Regions from separate parts of the Mus musculus genome. Here all the other regions are linked to region 2. Evidence: chromatin contacts called from public promoter capture Hi-C data. All regions are on one chromosome and are shown on one strand. The core of a region is the stretch at or near the end of the contact, and the rest is flanking DNA. Distances in the headings are between cores, read along the strand shown.

Region 1 (2,867 bases), core at 326-2,825, 660 kb after region 2:
TGTTTTCTGGCATATTTTTGTGGCCACAGGATAAAAGAGATGTAGGCAGTTTTTTTCTGCCTTCTTCTAGAACTCTGAATCCAGTGAACCTTTCAAACTAAGACAGATCAGCACGTAAAGGTGCTCCCATTACACCGAGTGACCCAAGGACCGCACTTTGATTTTATTCCCCACATGATGGAAGGAGAAAACCAACTCTTCCGGTTTTCTTCTGACACACTCATGAGTGTTATAGCACTTTCGTCTATCCACCTGCACACATACATACACACCCACCCCACAGATACACCCACATAAGTGAGTGTGAGGTTTAAAGACCAAGAAACCCAGAAACTAGTAAGCACACCATGGTGTGTTTATGAAGGAGACTAACAGTTATGCTGCTGACAATTGCAATCTCCAGGCATTTGAATGAGTACTAACCCCTTGAGGTGCTCTGTCCACCGAGAGTGTCAGGACGCGACCCTGAACCTTCCCCTTGCCCGTGCTCAGAGCAGAAGGAGGCGTGACGGATGAACTGTGCTGTTCTCTGTAGGCCGGTTCTGTGTCAACTCCAGCTGGAGATTTATCCTCTGTTCTTCTCTGTCCTTGCACCCTGTGGATAAAATTAACAAAAGATTATTCATGGGCTCAATGGCCTTATTCGAGACTGTTTCTTTTTGGCAGTACAAGGTATATTTATTTGAAGTCCAACCTGTTCTTTAACCACTCAAGTCACTGACTCTAAATAATTAGCAGTTACTAAATTTACCCTGTGAGAATTGAGCTCCTAGGGAGGCTTTCAAGCCTGACAGCTCCTCCCCACACTTCCTGACTCCCTCCACTGTCCTTCTCCTGTCTCCCTTCCCCAGTCCCTTCCTCTTCTCCTGTCTTCTCTCTAGTTCTCTTCCTTGTTTTTCAAGAAATAGAAACTTGAACCAACATTGTGTCCCAGTGTCATCCTTATTCCAGGAATAACTCAGTAAGAGAACCGAGGAAAGGGACCCCAGTGTATGGAATGGTGCAGAGTGCCCTCCTGGGACTTTTGCAGATGAGGTCTGAGCAGAGCCGGGGGGTATGGAAAAGCAACTCTGAGGTGGAAAAATTACAAACTGAAAAGATTCCAAACCAGATAGTTCTCTAAAACTGATTTCAGACGTCTGCTTTCATATAAACACAAGGAAATGGGAGCCACCATTTTAGAGCTGACGCTGACGGCCCCACTGAGAACTCCACGACTTGGCAAAGATTTTAAAGCTTCTTTGTTTCAGTTTGGTCACAGATGCATTAGTGCTAAAAGTAGCTACATTGTATTGTTGTTGTTGATTAAATGAGTTAATGTTTGTAATACATTTAGTACAGTGCTGGAATCTCACAGCTCTTTGTAAGCTTTCCTAACTATAAGGAGTGTGTCTGTCTGTGTGTGTGTGTGTGTATGTGTGTGTGTGTGTGTGTGTGTGTGTGTGTGTGTGTGTATACACACACACATCATATATATATCATCATATATATATATATATATATATATATATATATATATATATAGCATCATATATATATATATGAGAGAGAGATAAATTTGGGCAAGAAAGTAAACTGCAAGGCACAATATTCCAGTATGGATTTCAAACATAATTATTCTCAAGTAACTGTGAGGTTACAAAAAAAATTAGATTTAAAAGTGGTGTGATAATTATCCCTAAATATCAAAGGGAGATGGCTCTGTATGCTTATGGTGGAGGCATAATATGATTGTCTGAATTTGTGTGTTAAGACCCGCCCACTATGGATGGCAGCACTTCCTGGCTGGAATCCTTGATTATATAAAGAAGGGATCTGAGCAGCAGTGTGTATTTGGCACTTAGCTCCTGAGTCAAGGGATGTGACAAGCTATATTGAGCTCCTGCTTGCACAACACTCCCTTCATGGACTATACTCCCAAAGTGAAATCCAGAATCGAGCTTTGGGTGGCTCTTGACGAAGTATTTCATTATAGTAACAGGAAGGAGACTAAGACAAACGGTATAAGGAACAAAACTGGAGAAATGCAAAACGCAGACTGTGTGACTGCCATACTAACAGAACCATGCGCGTGCCCTTTGACGACGACGACGAGCACTTTGTAGTAGTCTTAATTTAACGTTTCCTCCTTCACTGCTCCGGAGTCTAAGCGCTTCCTCACACAGAGCTTCCCATGAACCACTTCAAAGCCTGTTCTACGGAAAACGGGAATAACACTAATTTTAGCTCCAATTGTTATACTTCCAAAGAGGCCTTTACAAAGGGTTGAGTTGGACTGGTTTTAAAAAAAATCTATAACAGAAAATAGACTGGTTCGAAAGTGATTGGTCTTAGGAAGAGGAGAGCTCAGCTCAGCATGGCCCGATGGAGAAGGGAAGAGGAACTAGCGATGATTATATCTATGCTTTCATCGGAGGCTCCCAAAGCACCTGAAACCAACTCTCATTACCGTTGCCTTAAATAGATGAAGCCGTCGAGATAGTGAGTTAAGCGCGCTTCCCAAGGTCACACTCTTGCTTGCTAACATAGCGATAAAAATCCAATATCCCTGATAAGTGCCCGCTGCCCTCTCATCCCCTCGCATCGATTGGGTGTGTGGTGCACAAAGCAGATGGATAGGGAGATCTCGGAAGTACTTCTAGCCCCCACCCCATCCCCGCCATCTTGCTCAGCGCCCCTCCCCCATTCATCCCGGATTGCTCTGGACAAGCTTTCCATCATCGGCTGGCTTCTGTTCCTGCAGAATTCTTGCTACTTGAGAGGTCAGAACGACAAGTCTATTTCTTGTCTGCTCTTTTACTCTACTTTGGCTCTATCTCCCACTTCCAGCTCGCATGGAAGGAATCAGGTCCCGGCCTCGCATGGAA
Region 2 (2,958 bases), core at 337-2,836:
GACAGTAGGCTGGTGCGACTGGTGTGGGAGACCACAACTGGGGTCTGTGTGGCTCTGGTAACTATTGGGGCCACCTTTAGTCTGGGTCAGGGACTCACACTGCATTGCCCCAAATGTCAACACAGGGCTACTCTTATCTTGGAAATCAGCCCTAGCTGGTCTAGACATCGTGGGTCAAATACTCCAGACTGATGTGAATTGAACGGTGTATCAATGCATTATCTGAAAAACCATAAAGTGTATTTAAGCAAAGAAGTTTGGATCCTGGGGCAAATTCAAAATGTACACACTCGAAAGAAGTTTTTTAATGAAAACCTCGGTGGACAACGAAGGAGGTCTTCACTGTGGAACACAGGTGAGGGCAGCTGATGTTGCTTCTTACTGGGGTGGGAAAAGGGCGAGTCTTGAACATCGAAGAGCCCACTTTGTGTTAATGGAATGGATTTTAGGACTTATATCCTGCAGGGCTGCGTCTTGGAGCCATGGAAAGGGAGTTCGCATCAAACACAAATCTCTTTATAAAGCAGGCTTTTTAATGGTTGCTGGTTGAATAAAGTTGTAGTGTTGGACCTACTAAGTTCATAGTTGAGGAAGCTTGGAACAAACTGGAGCATCAGTTTGAGCGTGTTGGGAGGCAGTAAATGAAGTCTGGAACCTATGTACCCTGCTGAGGAAGGACAAGCAACCGCCTGTTTAGTCTGCGTGAGACTTTCTGCCATAGGGGTGTTTTATTCCTGCAAACAAGACCAACCAGGTTTCTGTCCACTCTCACACTGAGAAAGCTGCCAATGTTGCAATTTAGAGGAATCAGATCATCGCTAGCAACGCCCTCCATGGGGCCTGTTCTCGCTCCGCGGTAGCCTTTCTGCCAGATCTCCCTAGGCTCCAGGCTGAAGGGATTCCCACCCCCAGCAGCCTCCCGCGAGCCCCGCGGAGCCGTGGACTCCTCCCCTGGAAACTCCTCCGGGGCTGAGGAAGGCTTTGGCGCATGCTCCGTACCTAGGGCAGGTTTTTTTGCTGCGGGTAGCAGGGCTCCTGTCACACCGGCTGGCGGGTTGTGGCGGTGCCAGCCCGCGTGAGCGAGTGTGTGCGCGTTGCCTGCGCCTGGGCGGGCGGACCCGGAGCAGTAGTGCGATTTGCCCGGGAGGCGGCTCCGCAGAGGCGTCTTGCTCGCCGCCGCCGAGGGGCGGCTTTGCAAACTTGCGGCGGGCTCTCGGCGCCCAGGGACCCGTGGGCAAAGGTGCCGGGCGCGGTGCACGCGGAGGGCTGGGGCTGCGGGACCGGGCCGAGCCTTCGCCCTTGGCCCGCGCCCTGGTGAGCCTCATGCAGCTCCTGTGCTCGCCACCGCAGCTGCCCCGGGAAGGTCCGGGACACGAACCCCGCACCGCAGCGCCTGAGCGTCTACCGACCGGCGGCGGGATGCTCCGTGTCGCCTGAGAGCGCCGCGTCCAGGTACAAGAGGAGCCGGCTGGAGCCCGGCGCCCCAGGGATCGAGAGGAGCCCCACGCCACAGCCGCCGGCGCCGGCGCCCGTCTTCTCGGCTCCGCTCGTAGGCCCCGGCTCTGCCAACCCCGGAGTGCGGCGGGGCAGCCAGACAGCCGTTCTCTTCGGCGGCAGGGGCATGGAGGAGCGGCGGGCTCCGAGCCGCGCCCCGGAGTCCCCGAAACTTCCGAGCAGGCGCCCGATCGCGCCGCTGGCGCCGCAGCCACCTCACCTGCCGGCCTGAGAACGGGACCATGGATGAAAGGTTCAACAAGTGGCTGCTGACGCCGGTGCTCACTCTCCTCTTCGTGGTCATCATGTACCAGTACGTGTCCCCTTCCTGCACCAGCTCATGCACCAACTTCGGGGAGCAGCTCCGCTCCGGGGAGGCCCGCCCGCCCGCTGTCCCGAGTCCTGCCCGACGGGCACAAGCACCCCTTGATGAGTGGGAGCGGCGGCCCCAGCTGCCACCGCCACCCCGGGGACCGCCCGAGGGGTCTCGTGGGGTCGCGGCTCCCGAGGATGAGGATGAGGATCCCGGGGACCCGGAGGAGGAGGAGGAGGAAGAAGAGGAGGAGCCGGACCCCGAGGCGCCCGAAAACGGCTCCCTGCCCCGGTTCGTGCCTCGATTCAACTTCACCCTCAAGGACCTGACCCGCTTCGTGGACTTCAACATCAAAGGGCGGGATGTGATCGTGTTCCTGCACATCCAGAAGACCGGGGGCACCACGTTCGGCCGGCACCTGGTGAAGAACATTCGTCTGGAGCAGCCATGCAGCTGCAAAGCTGGCCAGAAAAAGTGCACCTGCCACCGGCCGGGCAAGAAGGAGACCTGGCTCTTCTCCCGCTTCTCCACCGGCTGGAGCTGCGGGCTGCATGCCGACTGGACCGAGCTCACCAACTGCGTGCCGGCCATCATGGAGAAGAAGGATTGTCCCCGCAACCACAGCCACACCAGGTACTGTCCCGCGTCTGTTGGTTTCCTGAACCCCACTCCCTTCCCCCAAGTCCTGACCCCGCCAGTCCCGCGTCGCGCTCCCTTAGCTGTTTGGCAGTGGCTTTCCAAAGGGTGGGCAGCGAATTTGGGTGAAGGGTGAGAAACCGCTGGATACCCACCGGGGGGGGGGGGTGTCTTGAGTTGGTTTCTTTCCCATGCTTCACTGTTTCTTGCCACCCCCTGTCACCTTCAGCCATGTCCACGGCCATCCTGATGTGCATTCTGCACAGTGCCTAGCATTGTGTGATGAGGTATTTGGAGCAGACACTAAAGAACAGCTATGGAATAACCAGGGTGTCGAGGGAGAGAGGTCGAGTCTTGAACTTAAATTATGTGGTGGAAATCCAAAGAATAGGGGATCCGGGAGTGCAGACATAGTTTTTCAGGAATGGTGAGGCTGGAGCATAATGTCCTTCTAAGTGGCTCTTGGATGGCTGCTTGCCAGCTTAGAGAACAATCCTCTTGATGCCGCTTTGAAG
Region 3 (2,700 bases), core at 171-2,670, 530 kb after region 2:
CCCCATGGAAGAGGAAATACTTCATTTCTCTGGCGTTCTCTTCCAATCCTTAAAAAGAATCTGTTATATTTAGAGATTATTCAGCCCCAGTCTATAGCAGCTCATAGGTTTGCCCAAGACATAGTGCAGACTTCCCCCAATAAATTACTATCAGTAAAATTAAGCCATATTATATTTCTTAAATATCACTTAAGGTTTTTTTCCCAGATACTGTAACAAATTTCCAAAACCACAATTAATTTCAATCTACTTCAGTGAGTGTGCAATGTATCTCCTAAGCATTTCTATAAATGAAAATGTTCCTGAACCAATGCTCTGAAGCTCATAAAATCCTTATCTTAAAAAAATGATGCTGACTCTCCCAGAAGGTGGAGAGAGTCCTGCCATTGAGTCACATAATGCCCATGTACCTAGAAACCCATACGAAGTCAGTGGAGTCAAGGGTGACAGACTTGCTCTGTTGATTGCAGCTACTATGGTTTGAACAATTGTGTTTCCTCTGAGACTCATGATAAAACTTAATGTCCAAAAATCAGAATTAAAAGGTGGCAACTTAAGGAAATAATTTGGCAGCCAAAGCTCCATCATTTGAATGAGATCAGGGTTTTAAAGATGGCTGTCTGCTCTGCCTCTTTTCTATTTCACCAAGTAAGCATGGATCTGAACACACACTAAATACTGCCGGGACTTCTCAACCTATAGACTAGGAGAAGTAAGTTTTTTTTTCCCTTATGCATTACCTAGTCTAAGGTATTTTGTTACAGTTGCAGGAGCCGTCTAAGTTGTGACCTAAAGCTGAGCTTTTCTAATTTAAAAGATCAGTTTATAAAAAGTGGTTTGAAGAGTCCCATAGTAATAATATAATTTCTGAATACCAAAATATAGTTTGCTATTTACAATTCAGACTTTTGAAGTTTCCTCAAAAGGCAGTTACAAGCACAGACCTTAGGACAAAAAGAAGCTAGGCCCCCTCTAAGGGGCCTATGAAGTCTATTCTTTGGTAAAGGAAGACAGCCATTGCTTTGGCCATTCAGTGTCTGCCCTGTGAGCTCTTCGAACACTGCATTACATCTACTAGATTCTGGCCCTGAGAAGCTTCCATAAGGAAGTCACTACGGTAAGTGACAATACTTCTTCTTTTTATCCTCAGTGTTGGTGGCACTTTGATAGTGCAGGCTGTACACTACAGTAAGGATTAAGAGAATGAGTGCCTCTGCCCATATGGTGCATCGTCTGACTACATCAGGCAAGGCATCGATAGACAAGCCGAGCTGGGCACACATGAATGCTCAGCCCATGTTTACAGCGGAATCAGCCTGATATCTGCTAGTGTCTCCCCCTCACTGGGCTGCAAGCCACTCTTACAGCCAGTACCTCTCCTAATTCCTTTTCTACCCTTTCATCTTGCTTCCCTGTCACTCCTCTCACCCAGAGAGCTGGCACTGTGCCTCCTTCCAGCAGTGAGTCAAAACACAGGGAAGCAGATTCCCACCCCACCCGATGAAGCAGCCAGCATGGTGTGCTCATCAGCAGGGACTGCTGTTCCTCAGACCTCCACAGAGGAAGGCAGGAATATAAAGAGAAGGCATATGTACCAACACGACAGGGAAAGCAGAAATGAAGAACCTCTGCAGAAAGCAAAACAAATCTCAGCTTGGGTCAGGAACAAACGGCACACAGTTCTCTTTGTTTAGGAATGAAACCCTTAGTCGCAAAGGTTGGTTTAGGCACTGAGAGTTTTGTGTGTCTGTCAAATGAAAGAATGCGTCTGCGTCGTGCTCCCGAAGGAACTAGAGAGTGGTGACTCTAGAAATACTGAGTTGGAGAAACAATTAGCTGTTTATTAGCTTGTTACTTACATTCAAACATGGGGGCCTAGAGGTCCAGCAATACTGTGGACTTAGCTCTAGGCACTGCATATAAAGGAGCTGCTTCTAAGGCTGTGATTCTTGTTAGTGTTTACTTCAAGATGCCCACTGATGCTTTGCATGCCGCAAGTACACATGTTGCAGAGGCCGGTGGTAAGGAGATGGTGTTTGAGTCTCTCAATATTTATTGTGGCCTTATTTAGAGATGGCATCTGTTAGAGTTTGGGTGCAGAATGTCCCCAACAGGTTTCTGTGTTTGAACCTTTCATCTCCAGCTGGTGGCACTGTTTGGGAAGGCCATGAAGGCTTTAAGGGGCTAATTACCTAGATTGAAGAATTGGGTCACTAGATGTAGTCGTTGAGGGTTTATTGCTCAGCACTGTTTCCTGCCCCATCTCTCTGCTTCCTGTTCTGCTGAGATGTGAAGAAGAAGCTGCCTCATAAGCGGCACCTCACCATGCCTTCTTCGTGCCAATGGACAGCATCGCTCAGACTGGAGCAAAATAAACCTTTCCTCTCTGAATTCGCTTCGACAGACGCTTGTTCGTGGGGTGAGAAAGGTGGCTGATGCAGGGCTTTGGAGGGGGAGAAGCATAAAGGAGACATGATCCTCCTGGAGGTGACTGACTAGAGACTCTGACCTCATTGCACTTGATTTTGGTTTTCACACCTCTAGAAATGTGTTTGTCAGTTTTTGTCAACTTGGCACATGCTGGAGTGATCTGAGAAGAGGGGTCCCCAATTGAGAAAATAATCCCATCAGATTAACCTGTCGTTGAATCTTTGAGGCATTTTTTTGTTTTTGATTAATGATTGACAGGGAAGGGTTCAG

The links. Promoter capture Hi-C pulls out the DNA fragments that hold promoters and counts their contacts.
Region 1: a promoter capture Hi-C map of hippocampal neurons shows a contact between it and region 2, with 18 times the contacts expected there. The contact joins the promoter of 4930404K13Rik here to the promoter of Hs6st3 in region 2. A contact is called at or near these places in 14 of 39 promoter capture datasets (the 3T3-L1 cell line, the C10 cell line, cranial neural crest and 9 more), 1 of 484 Hi-C or Micro-C datasets (cerebral cortex), 9 of 115 datasets of contacts at active chromatin or transcription factors (astrocytes, embryonic basal ganglia, embryonic forebrain and 6 more) and 1 of 9 other capture datasets (embryonic stem cells).
Region 3: a contact with region 2 is called in a promoter capture Hi-C map of hippocampal neurons, with 10 times the contacts expected there. The contact joins the enhancer-like site here to the promoter of Hs6st3 in region 2. A contact is called at or near these places in 16 of 39 promoter capture datasets (the 3T3-L1 cell line, the C10 cell line, the HPC-7 cell line and 10 more), 1 of 484 Hi-C or Micro-C datasets (cerebellum), 10 of 115 datasets of contacts at active chromatin or transcription factors (T-cell acute lymphoblastic leukemia, astrocytes, embryonic basal ganglia and 6 more) and 1 of 9 other capture datasets (embryonic stem cells).

Annotation. Positions count from the first base shown.
Region 1 is chr14:119,796,865-119,799,731 of GRCm38.p6, forward strand. It overlaps 4930404K13Rik (a long non-coding RNA gene), which reads left to right and starts at 1,576. Exons shown (of 2, transcript XR_383778.4): 1 at 1,576-2,481. All of the region lies in intron 1 of Hs6st3 (heparan sulfate 6-O-sulfotransferase 3), which reads left to right. It overlaps Gm41249 (a long non-coding RNA gene), which reads right to left and starts at 2,119. Exons shown (of 3, transcript XR_003951102.1): 1 at 2,060-2,119; 2 at 424-595.
Region 2 is chr14:119,136,679-119,139,636 of GRCm38.p6, forward strand. It overlaps Hs6st3 (heparan sulfate 6-O-sulfotransferase 3), which reads left to right and starts at 1,587. Exons shown (of 2, transcript NM_015820.3): 1 at 1,587-2,440. The coding sequence starts at 1,737.
Region 3 is chr14:119,664,556-119,667,255 of GRCm38.p6, forward strand. The region is part of intron 1 of Hs6st3 (heparan sulfate 6-O-sulfotransferase 3); the gene reads left to right. Among named protein-coding and RNA genes, the nearest start is that of 1700006F04Rik, 83 kb to the right of the region's middle. Within about 2 kb of position 1,421, at least 27 of the 459 cell types and tissues checked have an H3K27ac peak or open chromatin away from gene starts, as enhancers often do. A contact at or near this core is called in cerebellum, forebrain and hippocampal neurons, where this site is marked.